Regions from separate parts of the Mus musculus genome. Here region 1 is linked to region 2. A link is a contact called in public Hi-C data. All regions are on one chromosome and are shown on one strand. Each heading gives the region's core, a stretch centred on a gene start, on an enhancer-like site or on the middle of the called end of the contact. The rest is flanking DNA. Distances are from core to core; before and after follow the strand shown.

Region 1 (3,323 bases), core at 789-3,288, 290 kb before region 2:
AAAAAACTGTTGTGGTCCTTGTCAGCTTTACAGGTAACTCCATTTTCCCAAGGCCAGCCTGGTCTACAGAGTGAGTTCCAGGACAGCCAGGGCTACACAGAGAAACCCTGTCTCAACCCCCTCCCGCCAAAAAAAAAAGTTTCTGGGCATGTCAGCTGATTCAGACTCCTGTAGAGTTTTGCTAAGACAGACTCACAAGGTGTTTTGCTGAGGCAAGACCTATGGGAGGACACATAATGTTTACAGGGATGATGACGAGGGTGGTGGTGGTTTGCATAGCTAGTTTTGCAACACTTCTTTGGTCTCAAGTCTTAGGTAATCTTCACTTCATTGAAGTGTCTATTTCCACCTCTGCAACCATACTGTAACCCCTACTGATGCAGGATACAGGCTGCCCCCAGAGAATGATTGGAGGGCTTATACCTGGAGACTCACTCCATGCATTTATGGCCTGGTTGTAAATACGACTGAGGATTTTTATGTCTTCAACCAGCTAGCACCTCCAATCAATCAAGTTAAATGTGGCCATTTCTGCTGTGTTACTAGGTTCTCTTCCTTAACATAGGGCTGGCTGGAGCTGCTAGTGCAGGGGCCTCGGAAACCTCTCAAGGGTTAGAGTTGGCCCATTACTGAAAGGGAGGAATGAGAAGCCTAGGCTGACTCCGTGACAGACTTCAAATAGGAGTTTAGGAGACCAGGCCTAAAAACTGGGCAAGTCCAGACAAGTCAATTACTAACAGGAAAAAGCCCAGGCTCCAGCTTTCATGCCCAGGTAATGGAATGTCCCAGCCACCTGGCCTGAAGCAAGCACAATGGGTCAGCAGCAGTTTCCAGAGTTCCTCAGTAACAGTTCCCAGACCTCCCCAGCAAGTTTCCAGCCCCCACATCCCAGTAATGGAATGTCAGTATCCCTAGAGATAGACCCAACATATTAACATAGAGGTCACCTACCCCAGCATTCCCTAATGTGCTTTAAATCTGGCCTGCAAGCTCACTTGGGTGTCTCTCTATCTTGGTAACTGGGGAGATCCCAACATGCTGGACTTCCTGCAGGCAAAAGAGGCTACGACCGCATATCCCAGAATAGCCTCAAAATCATGGCCAAGCTCTACCTAGGCCCTAGAGAACAGGGATTACAAATATAAGCCACTATTAAAAAAAAATCTAAGTATGAATTTACTTAAAGAATGACGGGAGGTGGGGAGGGGGCTGGTGAGATGGCTCAGTGGATAAGAGCACTGACTGCTCTTCCTCAGAAGGTCTTGAGTTCAAATCCCAGGAACCACATGGTGGCTCACATCCATCCATAATGAGATCTGACACCCTCTTCTGGTGTGTCTGAAGACAGCTACAATGTACTTATGTATAATAATAAATAAATATAAAAATAAATGACAGGGCGGCTTTGAAGACGGAATAGTACAAGGATGTGACCAGTTAAACTGTGATCCCAAATACTTGTTTTCTGCCGACTTTGAAACGTCAAACTTCGGGAAAGGTGTACCCTTCCCCGACTGCTAAGACACATCCCTGTAGCCCCATTTCTCTTGGAAACCTCCTTCCTTAATGAGCTGTGGCCGACAGCCTTCCCTAAGCCTGGGGGGCGGGGGGGCTTGTTTTATTTGAGACGAGGTAGCTATGCTGGAGCCATGTGGTTTTAGCCGGTCCTGGAAATCGAGGTAATCCGGCTACTTCGAGCCCCAAATTCTGGGATTAAAGACCTAAGCCACTATGTCAGGTTTTAGCTGACCCTCGTACTAACACGAGGCCTCAGCTACTCGTGAGACTTGCTGCACTCCCTCAGCCTAGGTTTCCCTGAGACGCCTGCGGACTGCAAAACCATTAGTATTAAGCATAGCGCGGCTCCTGCGCAGCCACGGGCTGAATGGGGAGAGGGGGTGTGGTCCTGAGCGGAAGAGCTCAGCCTTAGAACGGAAGTAGTCGGAACCCGGAGGCTGCCGGAACCCGGAACCAGAGGGAACGCATGACTAGTCGGATCCCAGAAGCGCGGACCTAGGACTTCCATCCCGGAAGCTCAGTTTTCAGCATGGCTCTGGGAGGGGAGGAACGCAAGAGAAGGAAGGGCTCGGAGCGGAGGTGAGTGGCGGCGGGCGTTGGTGTGGATGGGTTGGCGGTGAGTGGCGCGGCGTGGCTGAAGAGTGCTCTTGTGTTTGCAGACAGAGCTCTGGAGACGGCGTGAGCTGTGCGGCCAGCGACTACCTGGTGGGACAGGTCGCCGACAGCTTGCGGGGCGGCCCGCGGCCTCCTGGAGGCGGGACGGGGCGGCTGGCCGCTCTCTTCAGCACCGCGGAGCCATCGGCTCCTCCTGTATTTGTGCCTGTGCCCCAGGTGAGTCGCCGGGCTGCACCCTGAGTATCCCGGTAGAGAGAGATGTAGAGGGTCACTCTCCTGACAGCAGTGACTGTCTGGTCCTTTGAGCAGGGCTAGCGCTTCACCCTCAGCCTATTTGATTGGCAGGGTCACCTGTAGACCGTGTAAGCCTCAAATTTCAGTTATGTATCCGAGGATGAACTAAACTCCTGATCCTTCTCCAGCCTTGAGTTCTGAGATTACAGAGTCGCTCCCACCATGTCCGACTTGACTTTTTTATTTTGAGACAGGATCACACTAGTTGCGCACGCTTAGAATACACGGTAACCCAGATTCTATATTCCTGCCTCACCTTTCCACTGAATGGCTGGTGCTGCAAGAATATTCTGCTTCTCTCCGTAACCCGTGAAGAAGTATCCATGTAGAAAGGCACATCGGAGTACTGCTCAGGGACTTGGAGACGGAGGGACTTTGCTATGTAGCTCTGGCTGGCCTGGCACAGTTCCTCCTGCCTCTATTCCTGAATACTGGAATTACAGATATAAGCCACAACACACAGCTTTAGGGTCAGGATTTTTTTTTTTTTTAAAGTTTGAGGTTTTAAATATGACTTCAAACTTTTGAAAGGAAACATCTAAAAAAAGAAAACTTGATGATGATGATGATGATGAAGAAGAGAGTGTGTCCCAAACTAAAAAGCCAGTTTTGCAAGAGCCTTCGAGAAAAGTGAAAGTGAAGAAACTCTCTGATGCAGACAAAAGACTGGCAAACAGGTTGGTAGAAATCTCCTTTTTGCTATATTAAATACCTCAGGCAGTTTTTTTTTTTTTTTTTTTAATGTTCATCTTAATTTTTTTCACTGCATATTCTGAAATTTAAAAAATACATTATACAAAGTCTCATACAGGGTTAAAAGATACAAGAAAGCCATTTATCCTAAGCGAACAGATACTGGTAGATCAGCTTTTTAGGTCTTTGTGTCCATCACTGCT
Region 2 (3,405 bases), core at 170-2,669:
CACACAACAGAGCTGCTGCCGAATCCTGTGGAAGGCTGGGCCTCCCACGCCCCAGGCTCTTCACACACCTTACTGTCTAATTTGGAATATCCCCACGAGTTTGTTGGTTCTGCGTCATGTGAGCAGTCTTTTATGCCAGATTGCTAAACAACTTGAATGAATGGACCTGCTTGTGCTTCTTCCCCATGGCCAAACCTCCACATCAATCTGTGAAACCCGACCTTCGGTAAAGCCACCAGTCCATCTCTCAGACCTGCTTCAGGGCAAGGAGCTGTGTGGTCTTCCTCCAGTGGCTTTGAACACACAGGTGCTGTGAAGGGCTCTAGAAATATCTTTTGGGATGGGGAAGAAGCCAAGTAGGTAAAGTGATCTCGTATTGCAAGCACGTAGACCTGGATTTGGTTCCCAGATAGTGTTTGTAAAAGGCCAGATGTGGTGACATCCTCACGTAGTCCTCTGCACTGGGAAGGGAGAGGCAGGCAGATCCCTAGGGCTCACTGACTGTCCAGCCTGACATAACTTCTAAGTCCCAGGCAAGTGTGAGACATTGTCCTCTGGCCTCCCCATGGGTGCTTGCACGCTCACATGCACACACACTAACAAAACAAACATAAAACAAATATTTCTTCTATAAAATTTCCTATACATATATATTCACTTCTCTGTGCTCAGCAATGGCCAGGTGCTTGTCTACTGGTGACAGCCATTAGTCATTGTCGGGAATAAAAGACTTTTAAAAGGGGGCCAGCTGTTCTTGGGTCACCATTCTTGCCCTCTACCCCCTAGACAGACAGAGACATTCTCACTGATAACAATTGCTCAATATTTTCTCCTGGAACAAGTTTGCCAGTAATTTCTCAGCTTGAAAGTCAAAGGAAATGAAATCTTATGTGCAAACATGGACTTTCTTGTGTGTCTCTCTCTCTGTGTGCATGTGCATTAGATGTGCGTGTATGCACATTCAAGTGTGATGTACACATGAACAAGAACTGAATGTGCGTGAGCACATGCACAAGCGAGGGTCAAAGGTATATAGGCGGTCCTTCCTCAGGCATGCTTCCTTAGCCATTACCTTGTCTTCTAGATGCACTCTTCCTCTGGCCTGGATCTCTCCGAGTAGCCTAGGCTAGCTGGCCAGTGCCCAGGGATCATCCTGTACCTGTCTTCCCTAGGGCTCGGATCCCAAGCACACCACCATGCCTGCATTATTATTATTATTGTTAAATATGGGTTCTTGCAGTGAGTCTCCAATCTTCACAAGTGTGAGACTCACTGTGCTTTACTAACTGAACTGTCTCCCCGGTGTCAGACACGATTTTTCAATCACTCGAAACATCCCCATCCCCCAATCTCCCAGTGGCCTGGCTGAGGGGCCTCTGAGTCATGAAGAGCTGCCAGAGAGGAAGATGTGTTGTGACGGATTCAAGGAGAAGTCTTCAGAGCCCTTTGAGTCAGAGTGAGTCACTGCTTTTGAGCCAACTGACACAAGCTGCCAACTGCAGGATTAATGGTGATGGGTAAGCTACTGAAGCTCCTAGAACCCCTCCCTCACCCACACATGCCATTTCATGAGGACATAATGAAAGGATGTGTCAGCTTAGGATTCCTTTAGGTTTGTCTGATAGGTCTCCTCTCCTCTCCATTCATCTCACCCAGTCTTCCTAACATGTACATATCTAAATATGTACATGTGTGATATATGCATATATTTGCATGTATACATATCTACTCATTCTTACATGAATGTACAAGAAAGCAAGACTTGGAAGTGGATGGTATCATTAGTACCATTCTACTGAAAAGAGGAAGTGAGTTGCCAGCAGATCAGGGGCCACAGCTCTGTCCCAGAAAGCCAACCAGGTTAGGCATAACAAAGAGACTGGCTTGGTTCCTTCAAGGACTGAGGATAAACTTTGCATAGTGGATGAGATTTCAATAGAGATTTGTCCATGCAGTTTAGACTAAGAAAAACCGTGATAAGAAAAACCCATATGCTCGTAAGAATCTCATATGGATGGCCCCCAGTGCTGTGGGTGCCACCTCCCTAATAATGCCTATTGCTGCAGCTATAACCCTGGCTAGTTGCCATCAATCAAACCCAGGAAGCAAGGCGTGGACCTCCATCTGCATGACACTTGTGTGCAACACATGTACAGCCACATGGTACCGGGACAGACAGTTGGGGAAGCACTTCTGCCTCCCTGTACCAGTTGCATGGGATGGGGAGGCTCCAACAGTTGGCTTGGCTCCACCGTTGATCTTATTGGTTAATTCCCTCCAGTTCCATCATTTATTCCAGGAACCCTCTGTCCCATTGTCTTGGCAGAAATAATCTATGAAAGGACTCAGAAGGGGAACTAAACATTTTAGTGGGAAAGATTGGAAAATTAACGAGAGGCTGGCTCTGTTCCTTCAAGGACTGAGGATGAACCCAGCACATATGGATAAGATTTCAGGAGGGATTTGTCCATGGCATTTAGACTAAGAAAAACTCTGGAAATGCCACATGCTCATAAGATTCTCATCAGGGCGGCCAAGCAGGCAGATGGACAACATCTGAGGGGCAAGAGGACGAAATAAGATGCTCTCTAAACACGTGAGTGGTAGCAGCTGTCAAGCGTGGGCTCATTCACATGTCTTAAGCCCCAGGTAGGGAGGAGAGAGGCAGAGACAAGATGGCCTCCTGGAGACAGCCTCATTCAATCTGGGAATCAGAACACCTGGTCCAAGCCGCAGACTTCAGCTCTTCTACATGCCAGGACCTCATTTTATATTCTGTAATCACAATTTGTGTGCATACAGGTGGAGGCCAGAAGACAGCCTTAGACATACCATCCACCTTAATTTCTTATTTTTTGAGATGGGATCTCTTATGACCTGGAACTCACTAAGCTAGCAGGGCCGATCAGTGAGTCCCAGGGATTCTGTCTCTACCCTCCCCAGTACTGGCTTACAAGAACCCCACCATTCCGAGCTTTTTTTAAGTGTGTCAGGTTGGTGATTTGCCAGGCAGACAACAAGCTCTCTCCCCAGCTCCCTGTGCTGTATGCGTAGCTTGGTTTTGTTCTTTGCTGTTGTCTTTCTTTCCTTGTTTCTCAACAAAACCAAACATACTTGCTCTCCTAGCGTCACAAAGCAGAAAGGGTTCCAAGAGGAAATTGTTTCACAACAAGGGAGTCCTGGGAAGAATTAAAGACTGAGAAACCCTTGTAATGAGATTAAGGGGGAAATGCCTTGATGCGTCCACTCAGAACGGCCTCCTACTGCTGAGAAGGCAGCACAAACACTAGCATTGTCACAGGAAGGAAAAGGTTAACAAGCTACAAAAACAAAATTCAAGATATTTTCAAAGCATGACCCTTGGCAGAATAAGCATAGAGTGCAGTCTGCCTGGGTACAGCGCAA

Evidence for each region. A called contact is a pair of places that touch in the nucleus more often than the background predicts.
Region 1: a contact with region 2 is called in a Hi-C map of the G1E-ER4 cell line, with 1.9 times the contacts expected there. The contact joins the promoter of Rbm34 here to the enhancer-like site in region 2. A contact is called at or near these places in 1 of 39 promoter capture datasets (embryonic stem cells), 3 of 484 Hi-C or Micro-C datasets (the Ba/F3 cell line and the G1E-ER4 cell line), 1 of 115 datasets of contacts at active chromatin or transcription factors (pancreatic cancer cells) and 2 of 9 other capture datasets (liver and macrophages).

Annotation. Positions count from the first base shown.
Region 1 is chr8:126,969,764-126,973,086 of GRCm38.p6, reverse strand. Rbm34 (RNA binding motif protein 34) reads left to right here and starts at 2,038. Exons shown (of 11, transcript NM_172762.3): 1 at 2,038-2,097; 2 at 2,178-2,349; 3 at 2,959-3,104. The coding sequence starts at 2,048.
Region 2 is chr8:126,682,170-126,685,574 of GRCm38.p6, reverse strand. No RefSeq gene overlaps it. Among named protein-coding and RNA genes, the nearest start is that of Gm31603, 46 kb to the left of the region's middle. Within about 2 kb of position 1,419, at least 118 of the 459 cell types and tissues checked have an H3K27ac peak or open chromatin away from gene starts, as enhancers often do. A contact at or near this core is called in the Ba/F3 cell line, the G1E-ER4 cell line, liver and 1 more, where this site is marked.